Regions from separate parts of the Sus scrofa genome. Here region 1 is linked to region 2. The links are chromatin contacts, called in public HiChIP or PLAC-seq maps. All regions are on one chromosome and are shown on one strand. The core of a region is the stretch at or near the end of the contact, and the rest is flanking DNA. Distances in the headings are between cores, read along the strand shown.

Region 1 (2,700 bases), core at 86-2,585, 70 kb after region 2:
CATAATGGTGGATACATGTCGTTACACATCTGTCCAAACCATAGAAGCTACGATATCACAGTGAACCGTAATGGAAACCATGGACTCTGGGGGATAATGATGTGTCAAGTTCATCAGTTCCAACAAATGGACCACTGTGGTGAAGGTCGTTGTTAATGGGGGAGGCTATATGTACATAGGAGACAGAGTCGATGGGAAATCTCTGTACCTTCCTTTCAGTTTTACTAAAACAGCTCTAAAAAAGAAAAAAAAAAAATGACAGCCTTCCTAATCAGTATCCTTACACCAAATGTTCCTGAAGAATATCAGAGAACAGGTTGTAATAGGACTTCCCTGTGGCCTAGCAGATAAGGATCCAGCATTGTCACTGCTGTGGCATGGGTTTGACCTTGGGAACTTCTGCATGACACAGGTGCAGCAAGAAAGAAAGGAAGAAATAAAGAAAGAAAAAGAGAAAGAGAGGGAGGGAAAGGAAGGAAGAAAGAGAGGGAGGGAGAGGGGGAAAGAAAGAAAGGAAGAAAGAGAGAAAGAGGGAGTTCCTGTCGTGGCTCAGTGGAAATGAATCTGACTAGTGTCTGTGGGGACACAGGTTCACATCCCTGGCCTTGCTCAGTGGGTTAAGGATCCGGCATTGCCGTGAGCTGTGGTGTAGGTTGCAGATGTGGCTCTGATCTGGCTCTGGCATTGCTATGGCTACGGCGTAGGCCAGTGGCTAGAGCTCTGATTCAACCCCTAGTCTGGGAACCTCCACTTGCCTCAGGTGCAGCCCTAAAAAAAAAAAAAAAAAAAAAAAAAAAAAAAAGAAGGGAGAGAGAAAGAAAGAAAACAGATTGTGACAAACTCACATATGAGAGGCTGAGTCAAATGGCATTTACTCTTGTCATTAAAATGCCAGAACGGACACTAAGACTGTCGCAATCTGAGTCATCACCTTATAAATTGTCATTAAACAGTAAACAAGAATAAAGAATATTGATTCTGTTTCATCTGCCCCCATGTGGACAGCTTCCTTGTGAGGTTGTAATGAAGTCGTAAGGCAATGGGAAGAGCTACTTCATTCAGTTATGTTTCAATTGTTGACTAAGTGCTTGGGGTTACTTCTCCTAGTCGCTGGCCTAAAGGACATATCTTTTTGCAATCCTGATTCCTTTCTAGCTAATCTATCTGATTTTTAATCTCCTTTGCTTAAGAGAGAAAAAGTGTTTTAAATGTCCTAAATCATAGTTTTTTGTGAGTATATACAAATCCTTTGCCAAGGATTTACAAGCAAAATGTGTGTAGCCCTACAAGGAGCTAGAACTTTCTGGTTTTGAGCAATGTGTGTTGCATAATTCAGTGTAATTCAGCTGAGTTTAATGCAACAGCTATTGACTGAATGCCTATTGTAGATTTAAACTGTGCTCAGAATGGGGAAAAGGTGTGGAGCAAGAAATATAAATCCGTTCTTATCTTCAAGGAAGAGTCGATGTAGTTAGAAAGAAAAGACATATGCCTGTGACACAATTCGGTCATGTTGCTGGGCATATGGGATAAATGTCATTCATTCATTCACTTGAATGCTTTCTTTGGTCTTGTGCTAAGTAGGAAGTGGGGATTGACTGTTAAAGGAAGGCACAGCACCTGCCTTCGAGGTGCTGATGGTAAAATGGAAAAATCTGACAAGCAAACAAGAGTTACACAGCTGCAATGAGGGATGCTTACAGCAGAATCGGGATCAAAGGGTAGGTGGCGGTCTGGAGGGTTATGGAAACTTCATGGAGGAGATGGCTCCAGGAAGCCCCAACAAAAAGAACTTGGCGATCTCGGGAGAAATGGCTAAGCCAGGTCTGCAGGAGGGAAAGAACGAGGCGAGCCTGGGGGTAAGGGCATAAAGTTTGTTCATTAGGTGCCTCTAACAAAGGACACTGCTTTAAGAACAGTCATGTATGGAATTCCCTATGTGGCGCAGTGGAAATGAATCCAACCAAGAACCATGAGGTTTTGGGTTTGATCCCTGGCCTTGCTCAGTGGGTTAAGGATCCTGTGTTGCTGTGAGCTGTGGTGTAGGTCGAAGACATGGCTCGGATCTGGCGTTACTGTGGCTGTGCCGTAGGTCAGCAACTGTAGCTCCAATTCCACCCCTAGCCTGGGAACTTCCATATGCTGCAGGTGTGGCCCTAAAAAGCAAAAACACACCAAAAAACCAAAAAAAACCAAACCAAACAAACAAAAAGCAGAGTTGATATCTAATAGAAACTTTAAAAACATTTTTTTTTGCTTGGGGAGGGTGATGATTTAAAAATGAAAACTCATGCACAAGAAAAGTAATTATTAGAGAGTTACTGCCTTCAATAGTCTATAGATAACCCCGAGATAAAAGTTTGGGTGCACTGGCTTCAATTCACAAATTAAGAAAGACTCAGAGTTCCCGAGCCAGGGGTCGAGCCACAGCCACTGTAGAAGCAATGCTGAGGCGTTATGTTGTGAGCCACACGGGAAGTCCTTGATAAGAAAAAAAAAAAAAAAAAAAAAAAAAAAAAGACATAGTAATATTCATACTGATAACAAGGTGATTTTCACAACAGAGGGGAAACTAATACCTAGTGAAGTGTAGCCTCTACCTCATAACCTAAGTAGAGCCTACGTTTGCAGGTGTCTTCTTGGTATCAGGGGCTGTATTGTGTGACTCTGGGGGAATATTTCTTAATGTGAAACTAGCAG
Region 2 (2,700 bases), core at 174-2,673:
AGGTTAATTAACTCACTCGACAGCAGCAACTTGGTATTTATCTTAGCTTTAATTTGTGCTCCGATGAAAGTAACCATTCAAAATGTGTTCACCTTAAACTGTCTTATCCTGCCCAGGGCTAAAATGAAGAGTGTGTGTTCTTTCTATCTGTTTCAAACGAGATTCTGAACAGTGGCTTAAGAATTGGAAGAGGAGTTCCCGTCGTGGTGCAGTGGTTAATGAATCTGACTGGGAACTATGAGGTTGCGGGTTGGGTCCCTGCCCTTGCTCAGTGGGTTAACGATCCGGAGTTGCCCTGAGCTGTGGTGTAGGTTGCAGACATGGCTCGGATCCCGCGTTGCTGTGGCTCTAGTGTAGGCCAGTGGCTACAGCTCCGATTGGACCCCTAGCCTGGGAACCTCCATATGCCGCGGGAGCGGCCCAAGAAATAGCAAAAAGACAAAAAAAAAAAAAAAAAAAAAAGAATTGGAAGAGTTGTCCCTGAAGAGAATCAACATAACAGGAAGCCCAGTGTGCGGATCCAGACATGCCTTCCCCGGCACAGCTGAGCTGCTCAGGGCTCACCTTTGGTTTCTCAGCATTGTATTTGTCCAGAAGAGCCTGAATGCGGGCCCCATAGTCCGGATGGACGTCACTGAAGTTCTTGACCTGAAACCAAATGAAAATATTGTAAACATCCCCCCAGCCCCCTCCTAGGCCAGTCCCCAGGGTCTGCTTCACAGCGGTCACTCCACAGGTACAGAAGGACACTTCCACCGAACACAGAGCCACAGGATTTACCAATGGAGTAAAGACGTGCAGGGTCTGGAGAAAACCCGGACATATCTTGGCTGGGCGACCTTGGAGAAGCCGTTCAGCAGAGCTTCAATATCCACTCCCCATAAAATAAGTGAGATAATTCAACCTGTCTCATACTGTCCGATATCCACCCTCCATAAACATGAGACCGTTAAATCCACCTCAAAGAGTATTGTGAGAAAAACACCTTATGAGGTGAGCTGTACGGATGGCATATAAAGAGCCAACCTCAGAGTAACTCAACAAATTTTAGTGATTTGTATTAAGAAACACGCCCAGATACTGCCTGAATTTAAAGTGAGCAATCAAACACTGGCCCCTGCTGGGTAACCTCACATACTTTTATTTCCTGTCTCTTCTGGGGCCACACCAGCAGCACATGGAGATTCCCAGGCTAGGGGTCTAATCGGAGCTGTAGCTGCTGGCGACAGCCACAGCCACAGCAATGCCAGAGCCAAGCCGCATCTGCAACTTACACCACAGCTCCTGGTAACGCCGGATCCTTAACCCACTGAGCGAGGCCAGGGATCGAACCCGCAGCCTCATGGTTCCTACTTGGATCCGTTTCCACTGTGCCATAGAGGGACCTCCCAACTTCACATACTTTAAGCAAGAATTCCTGACCAAGCAGACAGCAGGAGGTGAGTCATCAAGAATCTGCAGGAGGCCTTGCAACCACAGTACATGTGAGAGGATAAGAAGGTCAAGGGTTTGAGCCCAGTTCTGCTACTTACAAACTGTCTTATTCTCATCAAAGACGAAAAAAATCCGCCCCATCTACCTCGCAGTGCAACAGTCAGGCTCTCTGCCCAAGACAGCAAGAAGTACAAGTGGGCACCTGCCATACACACACTCGTGAAAGACAGTTAGAGACACAGAATTTTGCCTGCTGGAATTTTGCCTGCTGGTACTTGTCTCCAGGCCTCAGAACTCATCCCAGCAGCTACCTCTCTGATCAAAGCAGCAACCAAGACACAAGGAAATAGCTGGTCCCTAAGTTTACAAGAGGCAGACTCCTGTGGCAGGTCTGAAGACCACTGTGAGTACAAAGCACAATGAGCTACCATCAGAAATCCCCTGGCACCTCAGCACAAAAGGTCAGCATGAGTTTTGGAAGCAGCTTAGCCCTTTTCCCAGAAAACGTGCACGTTTCTAGTTGCTTCTGAAGGAGGGTCAGGTATTGTAACATAAAAGGTCAGGCAGACCTCAAACCATAAAAATTATTTCTTATTATCTCAAATCTAAGCAAAATTGTGGCAGGACTCACATTTTGATATTGGACAATATTGTCCTACATAGAATTTGACGGCAGTCGAATTGAACAGCATAGAAGACAACGGACCCTAAACGCCACTAAATTACCACATATTAGACCAAACTAAGGGTCAATGGCTATGGCATATCCACTGGAGATAGAACACAGAGAGGAAAGAATCAAAGGTTGATTGAGGATTCATACTAATTTTTTAAGTCTGTTAGGCTCAAGTAAAAAAAATGACATTTTCCCTTTGCAGGGTTCTCTCACATAGCTGCATTCTCTTCTCCTGCCAGCAGGTGCCACCCTTTAGCTGACAGAGTAGCACTCACCGCTTTCTTCTGGATGAACAGTTGTGCGTCTTTCAGATGACCCGCAATGTTCTCACACAGGCGTTTCCTCTCCTCCTCATTCAGTACGTTCAAATAGAAAGTCCGCACCTGTTCAATAAAAATGGGCACAGTGCAGAGAATCAAATAACCACTTCATCACAAACAAAACTCACCCCAAATGTCACTTTTGAAAGAGAGATGTGAGATTTCTTGTTGGTATAACAAGAATGAATAATTTAAAATGACAGTTGAAACTGTCACATGTTGAGTTCCTTACTTTTCGTTTTATTTCATTTTAAGTAAAACAGGGAGATG

The links. HiChIP or PLAC-seq counts read pairs in DNA pulled down with a chosen protein or histone mark.
Region 1: a contact with region 2 is called in an H3K27ac HiChIP or PLAC-seq map of alveolar macrophages. The contact joins two enhancer-like sites. A contact is called at or near these places in 2 of 5 promoter capture datasets (fetal liver and skeletal muscle), 30 of 47 Hi-C or Micro-C datasets (adipose tissue, alveolar macrophages, blood and 16 more) and 2 of 2 datasets of contacts at active chromatin or transcription factors (alveolar macrophages and skeletal muscle).

The regions. Positions count from the first base shown.
Region 1 is chr2:26,564,441-26,567,140 of Sscrofa11.1, forward strand. No RefSeq gene overlaps it. Among named protein-coding and RNA genes, the nearest start is that of ABTB2, 14 kb to the right of the region's middle. Within about 2 kb of position 1,336, at least 10 of the 83 cell types and tissues checked have an H3K27ac peak or open chromatin away from gene starts, as enhancers often do. A contact at or near this core is called in alveolar macrophages, where this site is marked.
Region 2 is chr2:26,494,413-26,497,112 of Sscrofa11.1, forward strand. It overlaps CAT (catalase), which reads right to left. Exons shown (of 13, transcript NM_214301.2): 11 at 2,386-2,493; 12 at 565-648. Among named protein-coding and RNA genes, the nearest start is that of CAT, 38 kb to the right of the region's middle. Within about 2 kb of position 1,424, at least 4 of the 83 cell types and tissues checked have an H3K27ac peak or open chromatin away from gene starts, as enhancers often do. A contact at or near this core is called in alveolar macrophages, where this site is marked.